Regions from separate parts of the Sus scrofa genome. Here region 1 is linked to region 2. A link is a contact called in public Hi-C data. All regions are on one chromosome and are shown on one strand. Each heading gives the region's core, a stretch centred on a gene start, on an enhancer-like site or on the middle of the called end of the contact. The rest is flanking DNA. Distances are from core to core; before and after follow the strand shown.

Region 1 (3,505 bases), core at 674-3,173, 43 kb after region 2:
TCCCCGCACGCCTGGCAGGACCCTCGGAAGGTCACATAGCCCAGGAGGAAAGCTGATGGGTGGCAAGGTGGAGATTCTCCTTGTGCTCTTCTCTGGACCCCAGATGTTCCCCCAGCCCAGACCCTCCACTGGGAGTGGGCCTGAATCTTACCCCCGGTGAAGATCAGCAGGGCGGTCAGGACCAGGTAGGGGGCGGCTCTTCGTCCTGCTGCCCAGAGCCCAAGGCTTTGCCGAGCTGGTCGAGAGCCCAGGGGCTCGGGGCCCCTCAGCTCCATGGGGCAGAAGTGGGAGGGTGGCTCAGCCCCCTCCTCCCCGTCTTCCTCCTCCTCCTCCAGGCGCCCCTGCTGGGTGCCCTCCACAAGCTTGTAGATGGTCTGGGAGGGTCGTGGGGACCACCTTTGCTGTGGGGGGTTCAATGGCTGTGAGATTGGGGAAAGAGGCCTGGGGAATGGGGAGGAATCTAGCGATAATAGGGTCAGGGACTTTGGGGTGCCATGAAACTAGGCAGGAGAGAGGGTCCTGAGAGGCGGGCTGGAGGGGAGAGTTGGAGGTGGGAAGGGAAGGGGTCAGCCTTGGGGTCTGTGGGGGAGCTGAGAACCTGGAGAGAAGGCCTAAGGGTCTCCCAATCCCACTCGATCTTACCACTCTCTGGAGTACACCCCAAAGCCGCTCCATGCTCGTGTCCTTCCTGAGCCCTGCAGGCTGTGCCCCCCACCAGTGATAAACCGTTTGTGGGAGCCCCCAGAGGCCCCTTATCAGCCCTGGCAGGCAGCCTGAGCCCAGACCGTTCCTCGCTTCCCCCACTCCCAGGGTTGGGGCACAGTCCTGGCTTTAGTCCAGCCTTCCAGGCATGGCCCCCCCGGCTCAGGCTAGAGGACGAGGGGCTGTGCCCTCCCCTGCCAATCCCTCCACAGTTCACTCCTGCCCTCTTCCTGCAAAACAATCAATTTTTTAACCTTGGGGCAGACTTTGGCCTCTAGTTCCCGGCAGGGCTGGGGGAGGAGGGCTGATGGCTGGGGAGGGTGGAGATGTGGGTGACCCCTCTTCCCTCCTGCTTCCTCCCCTCCCAGTGTTCTTGGGGACCCCCTCCTAAGCTCCCCACCATGAACACCTCTGCCCCTTCCTCATCTTGCTTACAGGCTCCCCAGTACCCAAACCCTGTAACACATAAGCTGCCCTCCCTGTCTGGACTCCTGCCCCAGTGGGAACCCTAGTTGAGGGGCCACGTGGTGTGACCTGGGTTTTGGTCTGGCCATGTGTTTGTTCCTTTGCAATCAGACTGAAGGGGGTGGGGGTGCAGGCTCCTGTGGGCTGCTGGGGTGGGAGGTGCAAGGGTGGGAGCACCTGGTCAGGCAGGACTGGTGAGTGCTCCAGGACCAGGGCCCGCCTGGAGTCAGGGAATCTGTGGATCAGGCCCCCTCAAGCAACGATGGAGAGAGTCCTGGCCATGGAATAGGCAGAGCTGGGTGACCCTGGACAAGTCATAGTCCTCTCTGGGCACCTGCACCTCTTTGACGACCAAAGGATTTGGACCACATGGGTTTCTACAGCTTTGGGGTCGAGGGACCTCACAACACATCACAGGCACAAACTGCTAAGCCTTACCTACAATTTCAGGCAGGGGCGCAGGTCCCTGAGCCCCGCAGAGGACCCCAAGACACGCAGCTCTAAAATGGAAGGGCTCAGGGGCCCGGATGTCAGGGGTCTCCCTGGGAAACCTCAGTGCCTACCCAAGTTGGGAGAGAAGTTCTCAGCTGCTGGGGCGCACTGTGCCTCTGTCCCCTCCCCACTCTTCTCACTGCCTATAACGCCCTGGGAAAAGACAGCGGTCGGTCGGCTCACCTGAGCTGTCGGTCCTGGGGTGCTTAGGTGCAGCCTCTCCTGAGGCCCGAAGCCCGGCCCACCCCAAGCCCCACCCCTCGCGCAGGCCCCGCCCCTGGGCCGGGCCCTCGGTTCCGTCCCGCCCCTGACGCCGCATCCCCTTCGCCAACTCCCATTTCCAGCCCCGACTCTTGCTCCTCGCTGGGGATTTCATTGAGGGGCTCTACCCGGTTCTCGCTGCGCGATCCTCCCTGGATTGCGGCCCCTTTGAAACCTGAGGCGTTCGTGGCTCCTGCCGCACTGCCCCCGCCCTCAGACCTTGCCCTGGCGTCCACCGTGCGATGCCACACCGCGGATTTAGGTGTGGCCCTCCCCTCTTCTCCCTCCAGAACCCTGACCCCACTGCCCACCCCTAAAGAGGCCAAACTTCCTTTTTCTTAAAACGTTTTTACTCCGTTCGACAACGCAATCTAAGAGGACGAGCGGGAAGGGGAAGAAAAGGGGGCGGTGGGAGCGTTGGGAGCTTGCGGTGCCGAGGCGGGGAGGCGGGGGGGGGGGCGGGAAGAACGGGGGCGGGGGTTAACCCTCTCCTTCCTTTCGCGTCCCCTCCCCCACTGCTGCAGGCAGGCCTGTGGGTGAGGAGGGGGCGCCCTCAGGGGCACTTCCGCTCCACGCACTGCTTCCCGCCCTCCTCATATTCCTGCTTGGAGATCCACATTTGCTGGAAAGTGCCCTGGGTCGGGGGACGACACTGGCGGTCAGGGAGGCCCTGAAGGAAGAGAGAAGCGCCTCCCCACACTCCACGCGTGCAGGCTCGACGCCCCGGAACCCTCCTCCGGGCCTCCCTGCCTCTCAATCCCACATCCCTCCCGCGACCACCAGCCTGCCCCATCTTCCAGTCCACCCCTTCGTAGTCAGAGGGCGAACACCCGCTGCCTGTCGTTCAATCCAGGATTCATTCATTCAACAAGCATCTACTGAGCACCTGTTCAATAGCTGTTTCCCAGCTGGGAGGTGGTGCTTACAGACCCTGGCCAGTGGCCAACGCTCCATACCTCTTCTTCTCCAGGTACCCTATAGGGCCTAACAAACATGTCAAGTCTCCCTACTTCCCAAGAAAATCTTCTCTCCACGCGCCTCACCAATGGACATCACCTAACATCAGGATGGGGCTGTCTTTACTCCCAAGTGGCCCCCGCCCCCCTTGAAACCTGCTCCTTGAGAGTCTCTGGTCCTGGGCATTTCAGGCTGTACCCACTCTTTCATGGTTTCTCTGCCTCTGCCTGCAAGTGTGTGTGTGTGTGTGTGTGTGTGTGTGTGTGTGTGTGTGTGTGTGTGTGTGTGGCTCTGCTTCTGTCCTGGGCATTTCAGGCTGTACCCACTCTTTCATGGTTTCTCTGCCTCTGCCTGCAAGTGTGTGTGTGTGTGTGTGTGTGTGTGTGTGTGTGTGTGTGTGTGTGTGTGTGTGTGTGTGTGTGTGTGTGGCTCTGCTTCTGTCCTGGGCATTTCAGGCTGTACCCACTCTTTCATGGTTTCTCTGCCTCTGCCTGCAAGTGTGTGTGTGTGTGTGTGTGTGTGTGTGTGTGTGTGTGTGTGTGTGTGTGGCTCTGCTTCTGTCCTGTGGCTCAAAGAACACGCCTTCCTGGACCATGTCATCTGCTAGGGTTTGCTCCTGCTCCTGTGC
Region 2 (3,687 bases), core at 652-3,151:
CCCAGGAAGCTGGGATTTTCCCGCCTCCCTGCACAGGCTGGCTCACAGGAGGGGCGGCTGCACCCTGAGCCGGAATGCTGGGGGAGGAGAGCGGAGGGGGCAGGAGCTGGGAGGGCCTGGAGTTCTGGGTAGTTTTCCCCAGGAGTCCACGCACACAGACAGGGCCCTAAGGAAGTAAAGAATAACATTTGGTCTTTGTCAAAAAACAAGCAAGGGGGAGGGGCAAGGGAACAGACGGCCAGTGTCCCACAGCTGCTGAGGTCAATCTGGAGCTTGGGGGTTAGGCGGCTGGGGGAGACTGGGAGGGTCGGGAATGGCTCCTGGGGCTCACCCGCTCCCTGAACTCACTCGCTGCGGAGTGGGCAAGTTAGTTGACCTAGCAACCCGAGACAAGCCGAGTGGTTTCAACTGGTTCTCTCCAGAATGTTCGCGAGGAAGAGGAGAGCGTGCCAGTGCCTACAGGGTGTTTGCAGGTGATCAGGCACCTGCTGGGGAGAAATGCAGTCCCAGGGCAGGGTCATCCGGGGGACACTCTCATCCAGCTCCCAAGTCCTACCCTGGGCTCGGATGGGGTGGGGCTTTGGGAATGCAGTCCTCCACCCCTCTCTCAATCCCCACCCACCCCAGCTGCCAGCCCAAGGTCAGCGGTGGCCTCCTGAGCAGCTGAGGCCTGACTCACCTGTTACAGTGGCGTCCCCTACACCCTACCGTCAACAGACACCAGGATGGAAGACGCATGATTGTTAAGAGCCTATGGTAGGGGGAGTGGGAAGGACAGCTAGACGGTCTCTAGCTTCCCAGCACTCCCCGCTGGGAGATAAGATTTCCTTCCTTTCAGCAACTGCAAGTCCCCTCCCCTAGGGAAAGCAGAAACTGTACTGGGAATTCTAGGGTCTCTATGAGATCACAGGCTCCACAGTGATCTCACACACGCAAGGAGGAGGAGTTGCAGATAAAGGGATTAGGGATAATGGGAAGAGCTCAGGGAGAAAAGAGTTGGCGGGAGGTGGGAGATTTGCTTTTCTCCCACAGGCTGCCTGGGTGAAGAGCCGGGTCCGAGCAAAGGAAACAGAAACTTGGGGCTATCAGGGGCAAATCCATGGGAAGCCGCAGGGAACCTGGGGCTGCTCCTATCTTGGTGGAACAGGGGAAAGAGTTGGAGGCGAAGTGCAGAAAGAGAAATGAGTCATTAGAGGGGCTCGTGGGAACGATCAGAATTGAGGTTGAAGAGGTCACGCAAATAAGCCAAACTAGGGGAGGGGCGGGACCATTCTACAGGTGCGCAGATACGCAAATAAAGACAAACGGAGGTGGGGGCGCTCTCACAACGCTCGGCCGGGGACCCTGGGCGTTCCGTGCAAACGAGAAAAGTGTTCATTGTCTAGTAGTTCTTAAAATGGGGAAGGGGTGGCAGCTGACTTATGCAAAACAGCAGAATCCAGAACTCGGACCACCAGGTGAGGGAGCCGGCCAGGCTCCCTGGCTCCAGGAAAAACGAGGGGCGGGGCTATGCAAACGAGGGTCCCCGCGGGGCCCTGGGCCGGGTGCACTCACCAGCCTGGGTGATGTCTGACAGGTCGTAGCTGCGGGCCGCGCCCCGGGGGAAGTGCTTCAAACGCCGGTTAGACAGGTTCAGGGTCCCGGTGGCCACGGCCTCCTCTAGAGCCCGCTCTGCACTGCGGCTCCCGGGCAGACCCGGAGATCCTGGGACGGAGGTTGTGGCCGCCGCCTCCTCACCCCCAGCGGCGAGTGAGGCCGCTACCACCGCCGCCATCCGCTCCTGGCGGCTCCCGCTGCCTGACTGACGGGACCGGCCGTCCCTCCTTGCCCCTCCCCCTCCTCGGAGCCGCCGTAGTGGCTTCCAGGGGGAGGAAGCGGGCTCGAGGACCCGGCGGGCCAATCGCTGTCCCGGGACGCGTCGGAAGTGGCTAATCAGAACCCGCCGGGGGGGTGGGGACTCCGGCGCTGGAGTGAGGCGAGACACGGGAGGGGGACTAGAATGGAGCGCTCGCCAACGGCCGACGTTCCAGGCCGGCCCACCCCGCGCAGCCGCATCCAATCACAAATCTTAGGGGTGGAGATGGTCCAATCAGGTCCAGTCAGGAGGCGGGGACGCCGGCGCTCCACTTGAAATGATAGAGGCGGTGAAAAGCAAGGCCGTCTCTTTTTCCAACGAAGACAAATCGCAAGCCATACACAGGCGAGTGACTGTCGAGAAGGCCAATTAGATCCTCCAAAGGGAACCTGACCCGGCCTCTTCTCTGAGGGACGGCTCTATCTACCAATAGCATGGGCGAGAAGGCGGTCCCTTCACTAAGAAGGAGGCGGGTGAGCTAGAACTTTGAGACCGACGTAAAGAATGTGAGCGCTGCGTGTTGGGCAGGCTGGAAGGAGTAGAGGGACTGCAGTAGCGTGTGCGAGCTGGACATGTTAGGGAGCGAGCCTGCTGTGGTGGCAGCAGGCAGATTGTGGGTATAGGGGGAGCTGGAGGCAAGACGATATCTGAGGCCAGTGAACAGGGGGTCGTTGCAACCGCAGGGACCATGAATGTCATATCAGCTGCAGAGGCCGAGGCCCGGAGACAGTCTCCGGAGGCTGGGCGGACAGGCGGCTTCCCAGGGACCGGGGATGCCCAGCTCAACTCCTGGAGGGAGGGTTACGGGAGACCAGGAGATCCTCGAAAATAACCGCCCGATCTGCCCCCTTGCCCAAAGAAGTACGCCTGGGCAAATTGTGATGATCAGACCTGGGGGCTTAGTCTAGAAGGGACCTCATCTAGAAGAGGACCGCCGTTTCACAAACGAGGAAAGTGAGACAGAGGGAAGAGCTGTCAAGAGCAAACAGCAAGTTATCGACAGCTCGTTCTAGAGGCCAGGCTTCCTTCCCCCTGCATCAACTTTTGCAGTGGGCTTTTTTCTGTTCGCATCCTCTTCTTTGTCTCCCGAAGTGAAACTGAGTGGATAAAGGGGACCCAAATACAAGAGGAAGTTACCGATTCTTGCTCCGTCCACGGAGAGTCTTAACATCCTGTTAAGTGGCATAAGAACCCAATATAGTCCATTTAATTGGTTAATAGCTACCTAGCCACAAATAGCTCAAGGTTCTTTCCCATAAGTCACATCTCAGATGCTGACATTCCAGAACATTTATTGAGTTATTAAAATTCCATCCCAGGTGTCCCAAACTAGCTGTTTACTAGGCCCCCTGAATAAGGGAGTTTGATTGGCTGGCTGACAGTCTGTTCACCAGCAGAGTAAACGAATGAGTCTATAGTACTGTGCAGCTGAGGGCTGGTTGTCCAGGCCTGGATTCCTTGGAGTTCCGGGAAGATCCAGATATTCCTTGGTTGGACTGGTGCAGATCCTCTGCCCCCACAGGGACAGACACAGGCCCCACTCCTGCTGTTTCTCATCCGTGTCCCCCACCTGTCCCCTAAGACTAAGTGAACACCTTAGACTCTGGGAGAAATCCTACGCTTTCAGAGTAAACCTGTCCCTTCCTTCCACCTAATAGGCTGCCCTTTCTATGTGCAGTCATGTTATTGTCCCTGGAAAACTGTCCGCCTTTGGATGTGTTTCATGAGGCTGGAAAGCATGAGCTCAGTTGTACCCACTTTCATCTCATGTGTGCTTTCATGAGATAGGTGCTCTAGTTAGCAGGGTCACCTTCCCCCTCACCTGTCAAACT

The links. A called contact is a pair of places that touch in the nucleus more often than the background predicts.
Region 1: a Hi-C map of liver shows a contact between it and region 2, with 3 times the contacts expected there. The contact joins the promoter of TFR2 here to the promoter of LRCH4 in region 2. A contact is called at or near these places in 4 of 47 Hi-C or Micro-C datasets (heart right ventricle, liver and skeletal muscle).

The regions. Positions count from the first base shown.
Region 1 is chr3:8,552,070-8,555,574 of Sscrofa11.1, forward strand. It overlaps TFR2 (transferrin receptor protein 2), which reads right to left and starts at 1,924. Exons shown (of 19, transcript XM_003124374.5): 1 at 1,843-1,924; 2 at 643-702; 3 at 152-401; 4 at 1-52. The coding sequence starts at 675. It overlaps ACTL6B (actin-like protein 6B), which reads right to left. Exons shown (of 12, transcript XM_013995471.2): 12 at 2,253-2,590. The coding sequence ends at 2,474.
Region 2 is chr3:8,509,441-8,513,127 of Sscrofa11.1, forward strand. LRCH4 (leucine-rich repeat and calponin homology domain-containing protein 4) reads right to left here and starts at 1,902. Exons shown (of 23, transcript XR_002342282.1): 1 at 1,555-1,902. FBXO24 (F-box only protein 24) reads left to right here and starts at 1,986. Exons shown (of 20, transcript XM_021086233.1): 1 at 1,986-3,687.